3 separate regions of the Zea mays genome follow, and all the other regions are linked to region 1. The links are chromatin contacts, called in public Hi-C maps. All regions are on one chromosome and are shown on one strand. Each heading gives the region's core, a stretch centred on a gene start, on an enhancer-like site or on the middle of the called end of the contact. The rest is flanking DNA. Distances are from core to core; before and after follow the strand shown. Region 1 holds the start of LOC542581 (elongation factor 1-alpha). Region 2 overlaps LOC100272777. Region 3 holds the start of LOC100274129.

Evidence for each region. Hi-C and Micro-C count contacts between places; a contact is called where the count stands out from the background.
Region 2: a Hi-C map of tassel shows a contact between it and region 1, with 2.5 times the contacts expected there. The contact joins the enhancer-like site here to the promoter of LOC542581 in region 1. A contact is called at or near these places in 2 of 25 Hi-C or Micro-C datasets (ear and tassel).
Region 3: a Hi-C map of ear shows a contact between it and region 1, with 2.4 times the contacts expected there. The contact joins the promoter of LOC100274129 here to the promoter of LOC542581 in region 1. A contact is called at or near these places in 4 of 25 Hi-C or Micro-C datasets (ear, leaf and tassel) and 1 of 3 datasets of contacts at active chromatin or transcription factors (leaf).

Annotation. Positions count from the first base shown.
Region 1 is chr9:92,390,153-92,394,536 of Zm-B73-REFERENCE-NAM-5.0, reverse strand. It overlaps LOC542581 (elongation factor 1-alpha), which reads right to left and starts at 1,781. Exons shown (of 3, transcript NM_001112117.2): 1 at 1,648-1,781; 2 at 555-1,039. The coding sequence starts at 1,016.
Region 2 is chr9:92,793,215-92,797,504 of Zm-B73-REFERENCE-NAM-5.0, reverse strand. LOC100272777 reads left to right here. Exons shown (of 10, transcript NM_001147230.1): 6 at 1-8; 7 at 182-360; 8 at 544-671; 9 at 766-867; 10 at 2,319-2,808. The coding sequence ends at 2,417. Among protein-coding and RNA genes, the nearest start is that of LOC100272777, 13 kb to the left of the region's middle. Within about 2 kb of position 2,689, at least 14 of the 20 cell types and tissues checked have an H3K27ac peak or open chromatin away from gene starts, as enhancers often do. A contact at or near this core is called in ear and tassel, where this site is marked.
Region 3 is chr9:91,986,781-91,991,185 of Zm-B73-REFERENCE-NAM-5.0, reverse strand. LOC100274129 reads right to left here and starts at 1,898. Exons shown (of 9, transcript NR_158626.1): 1 at 1,442-1,898; 2 at 1,213-1,350; 3 at 87-155; 4 at 1-6. LOC103638664 (protein FAR1-RELATED SEQUENCE 5) reads right to left here. Exons shown (of 2, transcript XM_008661510.2): 2 at 3,880-4,405. The coding sequence ends at 4,113.

The sequences.
Region 1 (4,384 bases), core at 532-3,031:
AACAAGTGCAGGCTGTATAAAAACCTAAAGCAAGTATACAGAAATACAGAGCTCATCAGGTGCATGCCAACAAATCCTACTAATTGACAAAGTAAAATAAGTACCAAATTGCAATCATATAATAACAGTTAATTATGCAATTCCTTGTGCTTTCAGCACATACACATTGCAAGTACTCCAACTACAAAAAAAACTAAAAACAGGTGAAATCATAAATACACATCACCTATTGGGAAAAAATCCTGGAAAACCATATTATATTATGCCAATTTGCGAGGTAATAAAGATGTTAACTTGCGAAGTAATAAAGATGGATTGCTATCATACATAAACATGTAGGAAGCAGATGGCCTTTAAAATGCAAGCAATCAGTGTTTCACTTTGTCAAAACTAGCATACAACTAACATTAGCTATTCAATCACAGCACAAATGCAGTATTTTCAACTTGAAGGCAGTAATACTGAGAGAAGATAAATATTGCTAGACTATTGAAATACATTTACAGGCATCTCAGTTCATGAACCAGAATAAATAGAAATTCCTGGAATCATACCTTGTTGCAGCAGCAAATCATCTGCTTCACACCAAGTGTGAAAGCAAGGAGAGCATGCTCACGGGTCTGGCCATCCTTGGAGATACCAGCCTCAAAACCACCAGTGGTTGAGTCAATGATAAGAACAGCACAGTCAGCTTGGGAAGTGCCAGTGATCATATTCTTGATGAAGTCACGGTGTCCCGGGGCATCAATAACAGTGCAGTAGTACTTGGTGGTCTCGAACTTCCACAGGGCAATATCAATTGTAATACCTCTCTCACGCTCAGCCTTGAGCTTGTCAAGCACCCACGCATACTTGAATGACCGCTTGTTCATCTCGGCAGCCTCTTTCTCGAACCTCTCAATCACTCGCTTGTCAATACCTCCAAGCTTGTAGATCAGGTGGCCAGTGGTGGTCGACTTGCCAGAGTCGACATGGCCAATGACCACAATGTTGATGTGAGTCTTCTCCTTACCCATGGCTGAAGGAAAATGTTACACTGCTGCTTACATCAAACATAGCAGATAAAAAGTCAATAGATAAATATATGTCAATAAACCAGTAATCAAACAAAGGGCAGGAAAACCCAAGTCGAAGTACCCCACCCACACAACATCAGAGATCCGAAACTAGACCCGATGAACAACGCAACGGTAATCATCTATGGCCGAGAATCAGTTGCAAACTGCAATCGTATTTATATACGAAATACATACTAAAGGTAGATGAAGAAGCGGAAGCTAAACTTGGATTAGTACTCCTACTGTCATACAAACAAAACAGAGATGAAGCGCCTCAGCCACGTAATATTATAGATCTCGGAAACTCAGTTACAATTTATGGCTCAATAACCAGTTGTAAGCTGCAAGTTCATACATAGACAATAAAGGTAGCGGCGGAGGAAAAAAACACTTAATTAAAAATACAGTGCATGAATCGGCTCAGCTCATCACACATAACGACGATCGACAAACCTAGTAGATCTGGGCATCAAACGAACAGGCTCAAGGCAGAGCGAAAAGAGAAGGAAGAGAAGCGCGCCCGCGCGTGAAGCAGAGTACCTCGTCGAGCGAAAAAAGAAGGAAGAGAAGCGCGCGCGCGGAAGTGTACCTCGTCGGGCGTCAGTAGAGTGGTGTGGTTTCTGCTCGCCTCTGATCTGAGGATACGGTGACGGCGCGCCGGCTACTACCAGTCTGCGGCAGCCGACTGCGTCTGGTGTCTGAGAGTGAGAACAGAATGGAGATAGGTTTTATAAGGAACGCGCCCTAGGGTTAGGACATGGATGAATGGGCTATTGGGCCCAAATATTACTTCACGGGCCACAAATGAACAAACAAAGCATCCGACGTACACATGCACGCATACTCGCTTGGTTTAATTTAATCCGAAGCGAACAATATCGTTATTATTATGTACTAGTGTCTTGCGCGCGCCCATGCGCGCATAGTGTTGTGTGTGTGTGTTTTGTAATTTTTCAATGTTTGGATTTAATTTATAATTTACATGGAATGCAAACAAAAGGTGCATTGTGTTTCTTATATGCATTTAGATGCATGTACAAGCTAGTATTATTTACATGTCACAAATAACATTCATAGTTTTATAGCCTCCAGCATAGTTCTTGGTGCAAATAAGATAAACACATGAATTACTAAAGATGACGGATAAGGTTGCAGTTCGTATTTTTCCTAAATTTTGGTTCTTGATTTGGAGCTGGTACCTTCTGGTAGAGCAAGATGTTGTCGGCATCGAACATTCCTACAAAGCAAGTATGAAATAGTTAAGCATCTTGACACTCGTAAAATAGCAAAGCTAAAACAAATTGGTTACTCCTATAAACATTTAAATTATACAATCAGGACATGTTTGGCTCCAAACTAATAATGAGGATGTAGCAATCTGCTAAACTTTAGCTCTATGGATATAAATAGGTCTAGATAACAGATTGTAATAAACTTTAGATTGTTTCTAAATCCCCATTATCTTACTATCTACCCAAACAATGGGGGCTAACAGGAACATTACTCTCCAATTATTAATTAACCCATTAGTTATGGATATAAACACCACAACCTACTATCCACTCTGCTAGGTAGTAGTTAGCAAATATTAGCTAAATAATGATAATATGTATTACATCCAATAGATCCTAAGAAAGGTCGAGACAACCAAATAGCAAATAGCCATGCATGGTAATCCACATGCAATCAGCAACTTGGAGGGAATAGCTCATCAACATTATGTGATGGTCATGGCACCAATTGAAAAAAAAATGTAGGTTAGTAAATGTTGGGTATTTATAGAATCTGACTCCAAGAATTAGATTGTTGTGAAAGCTTATATTATGAAATAAAAAAACACTTCTTAGGCCATAAGAATTGAAATCTAGAGCTTGAAGAGGCTGCAGAGTTAGTTCTTTAGGTAAGGATTTTTTGCGACATATGCCAGGGTTCGTAAAGCATGAGAACATAAGTTAGCCTTGTTTTAAATATACGAATCATTGTACGAAAGTTAGAAAGTGTGGGTGTAAATAAAAAGGAATTCATGACATAAGGAATAAATCAAGATCGTCTCCCGGTTACTGTACCAATTCTTGCTCGCCCATCCCTCCCATCAGCTCACTGCATATCATCTAGGTCGGCCTAGCCCTAGCGAGTCGTGGTGGCTGCTGCTGTGGACCAGGTGCCGCGGTTGCTGGCCTCTGCCGAACCGAGGCGACGGACACGGGAGCACTCCGTGGGATCGTTTCCCAGCCTCATTACATGATGTTTCTAGACAACAGCGGACAAACTAAGAGAATATATAGGAATGTGTCTTTTCCCTCTCGCTTATGGGGGTGATGCCTTTTAGGCTTCCACGAAGAGGAGGTCGTGGAACCGTGGGTTCTTCATTCACAGATCCGGCCAACGCGAGCAGAACTGCGACATTGGGGTGGGGATGGGATTCCTGGCTTGGAGACAGGGGAGGGGAGGGGATGGCGATGCGAGCACAGTTGCAGCGTCGTGGAGAGGGGGAGAGGAGGGGAAGGATTGGGGATCCTGACACCTTTAGATTCGGCGGAGCAGGCACGGTTATGGTGTCGTGGAGGGGGAAAGGACGTAGGGAGGAGGAGAATGGCTCGCATCTGTTGGGGGCGTCAAGTGCTCCATCGTCGTCGTTGTAGCCATCGCGGTCGACACCCTCTTCACCATGGAGAGTGCCGCCCGGCAGCCAAGAGGGAGATGTATCATCTGGAAGCGTCACGATTTATCCAGCATGAGGAGGCCGCCTGGCGCCTGGTGCGTGAGAACACTCGTGTAGCCGTTGGAATCCGATCCTACGGTCGAAAGATTAATGGACGACGTGGATAGGCTCAGAAGCCACTTTTTGGAGCTGGTTTCATAATAAGTAAATACTCCTTGTGTCAAAGATAAATACTCCCCGGTGTACATGTATATCTGGATCAGCCCAATATGGTACACCCCAGGCTTATTAAAGCACAATCCACTAAGGCACAGTCCACTAAAGTACAATTTCAATTACGGGTCGTGGTGTGCCAGCCCGTGGACCAAGACGTCAAGCCGTCGATCCAAAACACAACCCATGAATACTTAAGTGTGCCTATCCAACTTAATTAACCCAAAATTAATGTGTCAGGTTAGCACAAATCACATGAAATAACATAAATAAAAGTACATAACATATATAACCAAAATAAAATTGGGTTGTTTGTGGGTGCCACATTAAAAATTTGGGTTAAAAAAGGAAAAAGTACAACTAGCTCAAAAATGTTAAATATTTAGTGGGCTTCGATGGGCTCTATTTAAATGGGTCATTGACAGGTAGAGATGGCAATGGGTACCCGAAA
Region 2 (4,290 bases), core at 1,440-3,939, 400 kb before region 1:
GCTAACTTGTATATTTCTTATCTGTACTTGCTGAAGAACCTAAATACTGTCAAAATCATCTGTAATTTCTCCATTTTTTCAGTTTCCTTGTTCATGTATATTATAGCCCATGATGGAATAAGTGCTTGCTTGCACGTCTGTAGATTTTGATGGTACCTTGATATCTGATCTTGTTTTGCAGCACCAATGATCCTCATAGAGACGTTGAGTCAGTTCTGACAGGATACAAGAAAGAACCAGAGTCTGAACCACAACTAAAAAAGCTTTTGCCATATATCATTTCTTCTTTCAGTCCTGATAAATCAGTGGCTGAATCTGTGGAAGAGCTAAAGAAATGTAGCCGAAGTGGTGATGCTGCAGGTACCCGCTATGAAACATTCCCTTTTAGTGCACCTTGGCAACACTAATGTATTACTCACATGCAACTGTTGACTTTTAAAAAACTCCCCTACTTTCTTTGTGCTATGTAAGAATTTAATGCAATAGTGGCTTAAGAAGGGATAACTGCATTTACACACTTAACTGTTCCTCTGGTGGCTGCAGTGGCAGAATGGGCCAATGAAGCTTTAGCAGGAATTGAGAAAGGCGCTCCATTTTCTCTTTGTTTAACACAGAAGCATTTCTCTCAAGTTGCATCAGCATATGGGACTAGTGAACACTATTTATCTAAGGTGTGAATCTAGTATCCTCTAGGACTGAACAATTTCAATTGTTCATGAACCACTTATCTATGTATTGCTAATTCTGGTGTTTGGTGTGTTTCAGCTGGCTGGTGTTATGAAATTGGAATATCGCATTGCCTTGAGGTCGTCGATTAGAAACGATTTTGTTGAAGGTGTGCGTGCTGTTTTAGTTGACAAGGACCAGGCAAGTTATCCATATGATTTTCTGGCTAGTTTGAGAACTCCATTTTCCTAAGGGATTCCTATTTTTCCAAGGGAAAATGAACTAATTTCCCTTGGGAAAATGTAAATCCCTTGGGAAAATGGGGTTCCCAAACTAGCTCTAAATTGTTTCATCCAAGAAGGATAAATCTCATCCTGTCACATTACGTTTCTACATTTATCTCACCCTTTTCCTTATTTGCGGAAAAATACGGAAACAGGATGTGTAGCTGGACGGTGTGTTTCCTGTCTGTTTTTGCAGGATCCTGTTTTTTGGCAGGATAGGCCTTACTAAATCCAGGATAAGCTTTTAGCAGTTATTGTAGCAACTTTAAACACTAGGTCTTTACGATAAATATTAGTTCGAGAATGTAGAAAGTCCTCATGTCAAGAAGCCTGCGACTGCGAGACACTTTAACAAGTCTCCTAACATGTTGAGTAGGCACACTAAGCCACGTCATGATCTTAGTAACCCGTTCTCTTCCTGAGTCTAGGTTTCTCCATTGCATCCTCTTAGATGTCTCTTCCTAGTTCTTCCTGGATCTTCCTCTTCCTGGCCACTCGTGAAGTCTTCCTGAGTTCCGACAAGTTTGAGATCTTTCCAGCACCCTTAATCCACCCATGGCAGCCACACATGCTTGATCTCTCCTGATCAGATAACCAGATGCTTCAACGGAGATGGAGCGTGTGCTGCCATATGTGCCCCTAGGCTACAGCTTCACTCGACCCTTGCCAAACACCTCTTGGCAAGATCCACGGCATTGTCTGTGTTGCTGACATCTATGGCGCAGACCGAGTGGAAGGAACGGGTACTTCCTCAGCGTCACTCTGTCCAGGGCAGTGGTGTCCCGAAACCTATCAGGAACCTGTTGAAACTACTAGGACTGGCTCAACCCAGCGACTAATCAAATCTGCTCTGAAACTGGTGGAGACCAATCCAGCCTGTCCTCCGTGCTAGTTGCAAAATGCAAACTAAGCTATAACCTGGGGAACCTGGTCCATGTCTTGCAAACTGGGCGCAATTGGTGGCAAAACGGTTAAGGGCTTGTTGGGTTATCTCTCAATCCACGTGGATTGAGTGGGATTGGATGAGTTTGAATCCCAAACAAGTCAAACTTCTTTTTAATTTTTTTCAATCCCACTCAATTCATGTGTATTGGGAATAACCGAACAAGGCCTAACTAGATTATACTTTGGTGCAACTCGGTTTGGGGTTTGCTTTATCTCCATAGCTAACTTGATACTACCTCCGTTCTCGAATATTTGTCGTCCGTTAGTTTATTTTTGAACTAAACCGTGACAAATAAAAAAGAATAGAGTGAGTAGTTATTATGTTATGGAAGTATAGGGTGGTCGGCTGCATTTAATTTATTATCCAAGAAGATTAAGTAAAAAGGAATTGGCTTCTCATTGAATTTCCCTATCACTTTGCAGAATCCGAAGTGGAATCCAGCCACTCTGGAAGAAGTAAACATGGCCGAGGTCGAATCAGTTTTCGAGCCATTAGGGGCCGAGGCTGAGTTGAGTGTGTGAAATATGGCCTGCCACACTCAGTTTTCTTATTTGTGCTGCAATAATAATGTATACAAAACAGAAATGCGATGCCCACAGAAACAATAAATGCTGTGTCTTCATGAACTAACTGGAGTGGTTCCATTTTCTCGAAAGGGGCGCGTGGGAATCTAAGGTCTGTTGCTTGCTTTCCTGCCTCTGCCTGCAATATTCCAGCCATGGTACCAGGTGGATGGCCAAATACTCTAGAAGCGTTTGCCCTGGGCACTTGCATGTAGCTTGATGTGAGTAGTGTAAGAACAACCGGGTACGGAAACCGTTGTCTGGCCAGCAGATTTCAAGGCGTGTTTAGACAAGTGTACAACTGACGCGCACAGATGTACGGAGTATATATTATATGAAATATGGCACTAAAACTCTTTTCCCAGGGGCTTTGACGCAGGCCCGGCCGCGGAAAAAGTACGTGCTTTCGTTTTCGCATCCCCTTTTAATTTAGCCGCTGCCGTTTTGTTAAAACAGCATTCCCTGTCCATCCTTTGCATATGGATAATGCGGTGCCGTTGGCTTATCTATACATGTACATGTGGGCCGGCCTGGCCCGGCACGGCACAGGCCCACAAAAGCACGGCCCAGAAATGTACGGCCCACAAAAGCACATATCTAATTATGGGCCGTGCCGTGCCAGCACGTGTGTCCAGTCATCGGCCCACGACACGGCCCACAATTAGTTATGTGTGCCAGGCCGGCCTAAATAGCCCAAAATACCTTAATGTGCCAGACCGGCCCATATACATACAACAGTAATACATCAACAAAAAGTATAATATATATATGACCAAAATAAAACTAAGATGTTTTGTGGATGCACATTATAAACCTTTGGTCAGAAAGAAAAAAATATTACAACTAGCTCACAAATAATATTCAGTTCTCTGTTTAGTGTTTAATTAAGTACTATACATTCATACAGAATACATATACAATGATCATCATCACTATTCACTATCCATATCTAGGTATTGGTTCTCGATGGCTTAATGAAGCTCTAGATTCTCCAAGTTATGCTAGTCATGTGGGCTTTGACGGACCTTAGTTAAATACTGAGTCTATATTTAGTGGGCCTCGGTGTGGCTTAGTTAAATGGGCCGTGCGAGGCCGGCCCGTGGGCTTGACTTGAGGCCCAGGCACGGCCCACAATGTGGGCCGTGCCGGCCCAGACCCACAATTAGGTTGGGCCGTGCCAGATATGGATCGTGCCAGAAATTGTGTGCTTTGGGCCGGCCTATTAGGCACAGCACAAATGTACACCTATAGGCTTATCTCCTTCGCTTGTAACATGGGAAACATGGCCACGTAGAGGGGGTTAATATTTTTGGTATCCTGCTCGTTCTTGGCGATCGGTTACGTTTGCTTAGCCGTCAAGGGTTGGCATTAGCGGTTCATGCTTGCGATCAGTGAGATAGGCTTTTGTTTAGGGCGGATATCTTTTACATTTTAATAGAACACATAGAAAATGTAGGGTTCCTTTGGATTGCGGTGTTTTTTCGTTTTTTCTGTGAAAATAAGCTAATTTCTATAAACTTTCTATACACGATTTCACTAAAATTCCTGCATTTCAAAGGAGCTCATAGCTTTTAATAAAGAGCTAGTCTAAGACAGCACATTTAGACCCTGTCTGAGTCTGACAACTCAGTTCTCTAAACCACATACCATGATTTGTTAATTGTTATAACATAACTAAAGTATTTTTTTATATATAAGTAAAATCGAAGACATGTTTGGCAATAAAATATTTTCGCATTCACAGTTACGGTAGCATCTTGCGCTATTATTGCCTCCGGCAGCCACGAATCCCCTGTCGCGCGGAGCGCCGACCCGATCAGAAACCGTGCGA
Region 3 (4,405 bases), core at 649-3,148, 400 kb after region 1:
CCGTAGCTGCACAAGATGCCAAAAACCAGAGTCTCTAAATACTTGTTGACATGTGAAAAGAAAATAATAGGCTGACTGCAGATTACCTGTTTGAAAACATCCCATAGTCCTTCAGAAGAGAAGTACTCGTTGTTTTGTATCGAATCCCAAAGATCCTGCACTTCAGGGTAATAGAAAAATAGAGAACCATTTAATTAAAACAATACATTATTGTTGATTACTATGATCTAAATGAAGAAGATTAGCATGCAAAAAAAAACCATATCCCATATAGCAGGTGACAGCAGAACCAAAATAAATCAGTACATGGGTTCATGGAGAAAGCATAAAAAAGAAAAGAAAATAATAGCCATATGGGCTATGGAAGCTAAGTGCTAGGTGTAGGACTATAGCCATATCATTAAGCATCAGTATAGAAGTTTATATCCTGTGTTCAAGCATCACGTGCTAATGGTATGGTGGAAACAAAACAAAAGTTTCATTTAAGCACCCCATTGTACAAGGAAGCATTGTATCATGGTTGGCTGGGGATCACTACTGGACACAACTCCTTTGCCGAGCGTCTCAGACACTCGACAAAGGCTATTTTACACTCGGCAAAGGCTTTGCCGAGTGTAACACTCGACGTAGGACTTTGCCGAGTGCGGCGCTCGGCAAAGTCGGCTTTGCCGAGTGCCCGATAAAAAGCACTCGGCAAACCGGCCGGCACTCGGCAAAGGCCCGGATTCCGGTAGTGGATAGGGTTTAGTGTATGACAATTGACAAGCTATCAACGAACTACAAGTATACACATGAGCGAAGCTAGGTTCATTCTAGGGGGTGCAAATGCACCCCTAAAAAATACAGAATCAGTTAAAATGCGCAGATTTTCACCATATATGCACCCACATTACTTGATGTATATGCATCCATGAAGAAATTGCACACCCGTCAAATTTACTCTAGATTTGCCACTGAGTATACAGCATGGCGTATACGAAACAGGCAGGAAACTTGTCAGACAAACCTCTGTTAATTTTTGTACTGTGCAAACTAGTTCACCTGACAACTTGTAACTATATATTGCTCTTTACATGTACTATTGTCATTTGCATGTTCTTATACGCTGTATCTCAATGTGGTAACAAATAGGGGAAATGAACACAATGTTTTATGTCTGCGCGGCAAAAACCACACGAATCTAATTTCCGTCTGATAAGCAAGAGTGCTAACCACATGGCTGTTGAACTTGAGATTCTTCGGGTTGACGCCCATGATCGACAGGCCAGTGAAGACCAGCTCCGGCTTCCAGGGAAGGAGCATAAACTTCATCACCATGGTCCACCTCGTGGTGAGCTCGTACGGCCCTGTCTAGAACCAAATTCAGCACAGTCAACAGCTGCCACAACTAGAAACTTCGCTGCGCACGGGCGAGTCCTCGCCAGAGTCGAGCGCGCTGAACCTGCTTGACGGCGTGGAGGTAGAAGTCGGGGCGGAAGAGGAGCTTGAGGAGGCGGATGTTGAAGAGGTAGCCGTCGATGGTGTCGTGGCGGGTGATAGGGTCGCGGAACCGCACGCGGTCATCGTACGCGGACCGGTCGATGCCGACGTCGTCGAACAGGTGCGGCAGGTCGGCCCGCAGAAACTGACACAGCCTCTCTGCATCATCCGCAGAGAGGCCCCCGCCGCTGCCCATCTCCCCCTGGTCATCCTCCTTCGACGCGGCCGACGCCGGGGCCACAGCGCCGCCGGGCGGCGCCGCCCGTGCCGCGAGACGGGGTCTCCTCTTTCGGGAGGACGAGGAGATCGTAGTAGCGCATGGGCGGAGACGAAAGGACACGACGGTGCGGGGCGCCGGTGGCGGTGGGAGGACGAGGAGGCGGGAGCGGAGGCATGTGGTGTTGGCCATTGCTGCTGCCATTCGTTTCCGCAGAAGTATCTCTCTCTTCGCGTTTTACTATATAGACATATATTTCTTTTACAATTGCGCGCGTGTTAACATTTGGACCAGAAGATTACTGGCGGGCCTTGTCCAATCTCTAACCGCAGGCCCCCGCGTGTTAAAATCGATTGGACGGGTGAAGTTAACACTCGTCACACCTTGCAACTACACGTGGCTAATGGACAGTGCCGTGCAAGCACGGCCGGAGCCCGTCATGGGCCGTGCCGATTTAATCGATCCGAGACACGGTACAGATAAATAGCGGGCGGGGTTATGGTGTCTGTCCGTGAGCCGAAGTCTGAGCCCAAACATAACCCTACTAATTTAAAACGGGTTATGATAGACTATCATGTCGTATCGTGCTAAGGTTCTGAGTGACCAAAGGTCTGCCTTATAACATAGCTTGAAAATAATTTATTTTTCCTATTTTTTGTTGCTTATTTTTCTCATTTTTTTACAGAACTCGAAAATAGATGAAAGTGGGGATTGAGTTGGTCATATTTATATATATTATGGTGGCCTAGATTAGGACAAGACTAGGCCACAAACGGGTCATGCTAAGTCGTGGTCGGTTTGATGGGCTATCCGTGATTAGCATCGTGCTAAATGAGCTGACAGTAAATAGGTCGTGCCTGTGTCGCCCAATGGGCTTGTACCTAAGTCCAAGCACGACCCATGATGGGTCTCATGCCGGCCAAAATGGTGGTGCCTCGTGTCGTCCCATATAACTTGACCCATCTGGTCACCTATACTTGCAACACATGACCGACTATAAAAACGAACGAAAATAGACAGAAAACCCCTCTCGTTTCCATTTCCGTATTTTATTGGTGAAAACGAGACCAGGTCTAGAATAGCCAGGAACGAAAATAGATGTAGAATAAATGGGTGTAAAAAAGGGACGTGAATATTAAGCCGAAACTTGTAACTTATACAAACACACTAATATTGGTGGTTAGTTAGTTATTGAATGGCAAGATAATAACATGAAACAAATAGATACATAGAGGTAACACTTAGTTGTTGTTTGCTTGTTTATGATGTACTTATAGCTATGAGTGGTGTTGTTTAAGTCTTTAGACCACTTGTCACTGAGTCGATGGCTATAACGACCTCTTGTGATATAATTTGTCATATAAGGATATGAGGCTTTAACTAATGCACTAATATATATTGGGCTGATCTTGGATTTCTCAAATACGGGTTCAACCCGACCGTCTCTCGTTTTCGAACTATTTATGGATTTTCCACAAATTTAAAAAACGAGAGAATCAAATATGGAAAACGGTACGGATCGGGACGAGATTTTACCCGTTCGTTTTCAACCCTATGACCAACCAAAAAAATTCCCTTCAGTGTCTGTTTGGATGTAGGCATTAAGGATGGTAGAATTAAATTAGATTAATACTAAATCTTCTTGATATTGGAAATGAGTTGCAATATAAATCTGTTGTTTGGATGTATCTGGAATTGCAATTCCAACCAATACAGAAGGTCTATTCTCTAAATTATGTGAGACAACTTCTAGTTATAGTCTAATACTGAGGAATTGAACTTTAATTTAAACTATAAATTCATTATACAAGCAAACAACATAATTTAGGAATCTTGGTTCCAATTTCTAATTCTAGACTTCAATATCTACACCCAAACGGGTTGTCAGAGTAAGTTTAATAATATAGCCGACCATTGATGGCAAGGACAGTTGCAGTCTACCATTTAGCTCATTTGTATAATATTTAGCTCTTCACTATTAATACATGACTCCACTTGTCTTTCTCACATGGCTTCTTAATTTTTTTTTGTCTAAACCGACTGTAAACCTCTTTCCTCTCCTCATCTCTCCCCTATACCTAGCCTGTTTGGAGGCTCTTATTATTCTTGCTCATTTTCATCTCATCTTCTATCTTACTTCCTATTTCAAATTTTGCTTTCGTACAATCTAGAGTACAAAATAGTGTTTTCCAGAACTATATATACGGTCTGCTGATCAGAGACTTAGAAAAAGGAACGATTCAGCAAACAAGACTAAACATGTCTCGATTAGCAAATCTGGATTTTTCATGACAACCTGACATGCGGCTTAAGTCACTGTCGCAAGCACTTGAAGTTCCTCGTGTTCGCTCAACAAATTTAGCGGCAAAGATAGCAGGTTAATCTCTCAAATGCCCTCTAAAATAACGAATCGCTGCTATCGGCTTGATGCAGAGCGCAGAGCATCCTTGCACAGTTTCTCCCCGTGACCCCTGATATCCATGAAGGCTTTGCGCAGCACTTCCTTTGCAACTCTGAAGGCGCCGGCCGATACAGTTCCCTTCTCTGCACACTTGATCGCATCACGAACGAGATCATTATATCTTGATGCCACAGAATCTGGACTGCTACTTCCATTTCCAACGTTAAGCCCGATGAGTTCAGGCCCTGACTTAGCCTTCTTTGTCCATCGCTTTGTGATGCAAGGCTCTGGAAGCATGATGACACCGG